2 separate regions of the Mus musculus genome follow, and region 1 is linked to region 2. The links are chromatin contacts, called in public Hi-C maps. All regions are on one chromosome and are shown on one strand. The core of a region is the stretch at or near the end of the contact, and the rest is flanking DNA. Distances in the headings are between cores, read along the strand shown.

Evidence for each region. Hi-C and Micro-C count contacts between places; a contact is called where the count stands out from the background.
Region 1: a contact with region 2 is called in a Hi-C map of Th1 cells, with 2.7 times the contacts expected there. The contact joins two enhancer-like sites. A contact is called at or near these places in 3 of 484 Hi-C or Micro-C datasets (Th1 cells, Th2 cells and large pre-B cells) and 1 of 115 datasets of contacts at active chromatin or transcription factors (double positive thymocytes).

Annotation. Positions count from the first base shown.
Region 1 is chr4:102,710,035-102,713,205 of GRCm38.p6, reverse strand. No RefSeq gene overlaps it. Among named protein-coding and RNA genes, the nearest start is that of Gm24869, 25 kb to the left of the region's middle. Within about 2 kb of position 1,260, at least 21 of the 459 cell types and tissues checked have an H3K27ac peak or open chromatin away from gene starts, as enhancers often do. A contact at or near this core is called in Th1 cells, where this site is marked.
Region 2 is chr4:102,606,038-102,609,236 of GRCm38.p6, reverse strand. Pde4b (phosphodiesterase 4B, cAMP specific) reads right to left here. Exons shown (of 15, transcript NM_019840.2): 15 at 1,975-3,199. Among named protein-coding and RNA genes, the nearest start is that of Gm52667, 38 kb to the right of the region's middle. Within about 2 kb of position 1,361, at least 54 of the 459 cell types and tissues checked have an H3K27ac peak or open chromatin away from gene starts, as enhancers often do. A contact at or near this core is called in Th1 cells, where this site is marked.

The DNA of each region.
Region 1 (3,171 bases), core at 11-2,510, 100 kb before region 2:
ACCAGGGTGGGCTCTTGAGCACTGCTCCAGCTGGCTCACCCAATGCCATGTCAGTTCTCCTGCTCTCATGCCCTTGGAGCTGGCTCTCCCCTCCGCTGCCATCAGGGTTAGTTTTACTGTGCTGCTAGGTGAAGGATAGGGCTAGCCAGCTCTCCCTAGCATGGTAGCTGATTAGGGGCAGGGGCAGCTCAACACAGTGCCTCAAGTGACAGTCCAGACCAGGGATATATGCATGGTCTTGGGTGGCAACGTGGACCTTGGGCATCAACACAGACCTTGGCTCCCAAAGTAGCATGGACTCAGAAAACATGGACCCAGATGTCCCCATGGCCTTGGGCCTGCAGCCAGGCCACTTAGATCAGCATGGACCTTGGGGGCAGCATAGCCCTCTGATATCCACATGGTCTCCAGCATACACCCAGATTATGGAATCCTCTTGGCTGTTGGTGGAAACTTGGGCCACAGACTTCGGCACAGTCCACAGCTGAAGCAAGACCATGGACCCAGCCATGACCCTTGGCAGCATCTAGGGTCAGGAATTCACCATGATCTCCTCGTATCTGCATGTTCCTTACTACCACTGAGTCTCCAGTTCCACCTTTGCCACAGTATACTCATTCCTTTGCTTCACATTTCTCTTCAGTCTTTCCACCACATAGTCCATCCTCCATCTTTCCCATCTCTCCATCACACATTCGTGCAGTAGTGGTGCAGGAGGCAGGTGCTCAGGTTTCTCCCTTCCAATTTGGTGGCCTGGGCAGGTACATCAATCTTGTGTATATGTGTGTGTGTGTGTGTGTGTGTGTGTGTGTGTGTGTGTGTGTGTGTGTGTGTGTAGACAAATGAAATCACTGCAATTACTTTGAGCACATGTGATTGGGAATGAGAGCCAACAGGATATCTGGAATTCAGTTCTTTTACAGTTGTTCTCGACTGAATTCTCCTCAGAATACTTTTGTTCTGTATACAGAGGGGTGTGCACATACTCTCAATATTGTAGCTACATGTAATGAGGAATCACTGAGAACCTTAAGAAGGTAATTGCTTGTTCACATCAGAATTTGGGGGAAGATATTTAGCTGAAGAAGAGAAAACTCTACAGACAGGACATAAACTGGAGGAATTGGCACCAGAGGCTAAAGCAATACATCAAAATCAGTATAAACCACAGAAGGAAACGAGGTGGGGAAGAGATGCTCAAAGGCTGTAGAGATGGAACCACAGATTACCACTGATCTCCTCCGTGTTTCACTAGAACCTGCATGAAAAGAACCACAAAGAGTGATGGGTGAAAGACACAGTCATATGTTGCTTGGTAATCGGGATACCTTCTGAGAAGTGTGTCCATAAGTGACTTTGTTGTGAGAACATCATAGCGATTGCTTACATAAATTAAGATGGTGGGTGATAAAATATCTTTGAATGCTGGCATTGACCTCAATTTCACAGTGTAAAACTACATACATTATATGTGAAATTACATTGAGGGTTTTTTTTTTAAATATCTGTAGTGATCTCCACTCAAAAGGAAACTGTCAAGAAATTATGAATCATTTGTTAGAGTTGAGTATGTTTTGGAAAGAGGCATAATAAATCAACATCTGTGAACAAACTATTTTGGTAAACTGGGTTGTGTCAAATACTGAGAATGAATTCTATGTAAACACCATGTCCTTTCGAAGTTATGTCTATGTGGTTTCTGGAACCTCAAGAGGAATCAGCCTCTGACTATTCTCCTTTTTGTATTGACTTGTTTACAGTTTGTTTCTTCTGTCCTAGACCTGGATGTTGATTGCATCTTCTTTCTTAGAGTTGTAAGTTGGCGTTTATTATGGAATTTAGCATTTAGCTTCACCTTTATTTATTGCTGGTAGCTCTTACAGATTTTAAGGTAGACTTTTTCAAAGATGGAACTTGAGTGTCAGGACACTTGAGTTTGGAGACTGTGGAGTATTCATAGCCTCATTATTGAACATGTCTCTGAGTGTCCAATGCAGGACCACTCACTCAAAGTGTCCCTGTAGATTCTAGTATCTCTTGGTATTTTCCGTGTCATGATGATCCTCTAGAGAAGATGTCTTCTTTCTCTAATTTCTTTATTAAATAATAGAGGCCCTGTTACTATGCAAAGTACAGTTTATATAAATTACTCATCCTGTCACACCAGGAGTCTTACAAGGCCAAGAAAACAAAACAGAGAAGCACTAAGTCTCTGCTCCAAACAGTTCTGTCTTGGTGTTTTTCTTAATTCTTAGTAATAGGCAAATCCCTGATATTTTCAGGTAATCGAGGTCATGGAGACTCACTTAAGCATTTTTAATTTTCAAATGTAGAGTTGCGTGAATGCCACCAAAATCACATAAAGGGAATGAATGACTCGCTTCCACTATTAACGGATAACCCAAGCTACAGAATTGCTTTCAGTAGCAGGGAAGGATGCTTGGCAAGAAGAGTAACCTTTAAAGAGTAACAATTGGGTGAAGCTAAGACCTTTCTGCTCTACATAATGACGCTATAATAGCTCTACAATCTCCTAGTCTAGGGACACACTGCTTGCATAGATACAAAATCCAATAAAGGCCTGCAGCAAGAGTGTGGCCCTGTGCCTTGAGGAAGGTTACAAAAGATGGTGGCAACTTGATGGACTAGGTGTGGTCAGCTGAATATTGGATGCACAGTTGGGAAGAGACGTAAACATTGCCAGCCTCCTGGGCTGTGAGGCCAAAGTCCTTCTCTTCCACACATTGCTTTGATTGACACATTTATTTCTTTTTTCTGTCCTGGGTACATCCCAGGCACCTAAATCTGGTGAAGCCATGTGGGTAGGTTTAGTGAGTGGTTTGGAAGCAGAATAGTGGATACTTCTGGCCAACAGAACTTAGGGTAGGTGTGACTTCTACAGGATCTTAGAGTTTGGTAGCTGTCTGTTGGGAGTGTAGCTGTGAAGAGGCAGGAGCCTGGATCCCTATTTGGTACGTGTCTATAGGTTGCTATAATAAATGAATAGACTGAGTGGCTCATAGCAGACATATTTGTGTTTCATAGATCTAAGGTCCAAAGTTCAAGACTAAAGTAACACTGGAGCCGAGTACTGATGAAGACCCCTTCAAGGTCACAGACTGTTCAACTTCTTATATTTTCACATGCCCTCTTTTAAATCTCATTCAGGTG
Region 2 (3,199 bases), core at 112-2,611:
TGGCTCCAGCTGGATATGTAGCAGAGCATTGATTGCCTTATCTGGCATCACTGGGAGGGGGGCCCCTAGGTCCAGTGGAGGCTTGATGACTCAGGATAAGAGAACCTGGGGATGTGACTAGCTATTTCAAGGTCTTTCTATTCTGATTTTCCCATGGTAAAGACTGAAACTTGGAATTTTGTGCCAATTAAACCCCCTTTTTTCCTCAGCTGTCTTTGTCAAAGTGTCTTATTGGCAGGAGATATTAAACTAGGATACATACATAATGGCTCATAGCTGTCTGTAGCTCCAGTCCCAGACTACCCGATGCCTGCCCTCTTCTGGCCTCGGTGGGCACCAGATGTGCATCTAGAGCATAGACATACATGCAGACAAAACACCCATACTCATAAAATTTAGATAAATAAGTTTTAAAACGAGCAGAAATTAAAGGAGAAGTCAGTGGGAAGAATAAAACTAAGCAAGGCCCAAACTCATTGCTGGAAAACCATCCCACAGAGCATGCCATGCTGAGGTCATGGGGTTCACAGTGACTACCGAAGGCTTCAGGCCTGCATGCCTTGGAGACAGAACCAGTGGGGTCACTACTCTTTCCCTACATTACTGTCAGCTGGGGAGAATTAAAAGTCTGGTGTGTAGGCCTCTAGGAAGAGCCACTTCAGGTAGGGCTCTGGAGCAAACTAGAATCCAAATAGCATTAACAAACATGCACATTTTCCATGCTAAGGACACTTTAGTAGAAAACAGAACAGAGAACATTCTTAGGCATAATCATCAGCTATACTTTTTATACAAACTGTAACCAATTCCGTTTTGCCATTGTATCAGATAACAATGTCCAGTCAGAAACTGGATGGTAGGGAAGTCCTGGCTAGAACTAACAGGCAAGCTTTTGATTTTCTAAAGAAATTCAGCAATTTCCTCTTACCGAGGAATTCCTCTAGAGCAGACTCTCTCCTCGCCACAGGCCACTTACTTCTCTGTGGCTAAGTTAGTAAGAGCTACTCACTGAGTCTTTGTCACCTCCTACGCAAGCACACACGCACTCGGGATGACTTATTTTAAGATGATGACTTTAACACTTGATAACATTTAGTTCTTTCTAGAACAGTATAACCTACTAGCAAAGGCACAGACAGTCGGCTGGGGTGTCCACGAATATTTTTATGTGCTCTGAAGGTTGTGGTCTAGGTGACTCTTTTAGATTTCAGACTCCTTGTATGCCAAATGAATCAACAGGTTTCTCTACATTGAGCTAATGTACTAGGATTCAATTCTGTGAGTCACTGTGGTAGCCTACACAGCCCAGCTAAAGATGCCTCTTATTTACCTAAGAGATTAAACTCTTCAGAATTCTAAAGAGGTAGAAGGAAATGGTTCAAGATGAACAAAGTGGTTTTGCTTGTTAGTCTTCACCACCCTCCTTCCTGTACTGAGGAGCTGGGTGAATAATCTGCTGAGAAGAAAACAAAATGCTCTGAGCCATGGGACTTTTTGGACACAGAGAATACAAAACTTCAGTTGTGATTTGGATGAGCAAAGTGGCTTGCTTTTTTGTGAAGTACGGTAAAGAGGAAGAGGAAGAAGAAGAGGAAGAAGAAGGAGAAGAAGGAGAAGAAGGAGAAGAAGGAGAAGAAGGAGAAGAAGGAGAAGAAGAAGAAGAAGAAGAAGAAGAAGAAGAAGAAGAAGAAGAAGAAGGAGGAGGAGGAGGAGGAGGAGGAGGAGGAGGAGGAGGAGGAGTAGGAGAAGAAGGAGAAGAAGAAGAAGAGGAAGAAGAAAGAGGAGGAGGAGAAGGAGAAGGAGGAGGAGGAGGAGGAGGAGGAGGAGGAGGAGGAGGAGAAGAAGAAGAAGAAGAAGAAGAAGAAGAAGAAGAAGAAGAAGAAGAAGAAGAAGAAGAAGAAGAAGAAGAAGAAGAAGAAAACAACCCTGCTTTAATATATTTGAGTTGACCTTGAAATGAATGGGGCTACAATCTAATTTATTCATGCTTTTGTTTATTCAGCTCATATAAAAGTCTCTTAAGAATGCATTTGAGCACAATATATAATAGTAATAATATTATAACATACATTGTGAGAAACTTTTGAAAACAATATAACGTCCACCTGGAACAATGCAGTGTTACAGACGTACGAACCCATTGGTCATGCACATTTTGTGCCATTTTCTTTAACTATTGTCACAATGCTGAACTGAAGCATGACACGTATTTTACAAACTGAAACTGACACCAGGAAGAGGCCTGACAAGTGTTATCAGAAGCTTCACATTGCGTCATTTACGACATCAGTTCACATTCTACGATAAAAATTCACATTGTCTTCTTGTTGCCTTTGATGAATTTGAACATGGCTCCACTGCTCGTGAGCAGTATGGAGACTAGCTCTTCCAAGTCAGTAGTTTGGGGATACTCAGTATCATCTGTGATCAAATGTAGTGTTGTTTATTTTTTTAAAACGAAAGCCACAATTAGAGCAGAGCCCAGTGACAAACTCAACTCATGCATCCAGAGACTTGGATAGAACATGGGTGAAAAAAACGACATCCCAGTGCTCCTAGCCCCTACCAAACTATATAAAATAAAACTTCAGTATAAACCATTTAGTATCGAATATGATAATCCTGTTTGCAAAACCAGCTCATCAAAGGGTTGGGCAGAACTAGGGACTCAAGACAAGGAAAGGGCAGACCCTTGGAACAATGACCATTCCTGTCCTTAACTGCTGATGGGGCTCCATGTTTCTCTTAAGCAATGTCTGGGATATATAATACACAATACAAAACATTACAAGAAAAGGTTGGAACTCTTAGGCAGAGTTTTCTACACAAATTTAACACCACCATTGGCAGGCAATGTTAGATATATAAATTAATAACTTACAAAACATTACAATATGTACATTATGTAATAAATACATGGTTATAAACAGGAAGAGAGGGAAGTGTTAGTGCGGGGGCAGGGGGGAGACAGTACAAGACAAAGACAGCAGCATTAAATTGAAAACAGTATGCTTGAGGGAGGGAGGGGGGAGAGGAGGGATAACAGGTGCTGTGTAGCTCACAGTGGCCTGGGGGCTGGATGCAGCCATACACACGGCCTTGTGTGACTGAGCACTTCTAGACTGATGGGAAACATCAGCTTTTCCACAGACCTCCTGGTGTGTTGAGCATGAGTTTAAAGCAAAGCAGAGAGACTTGC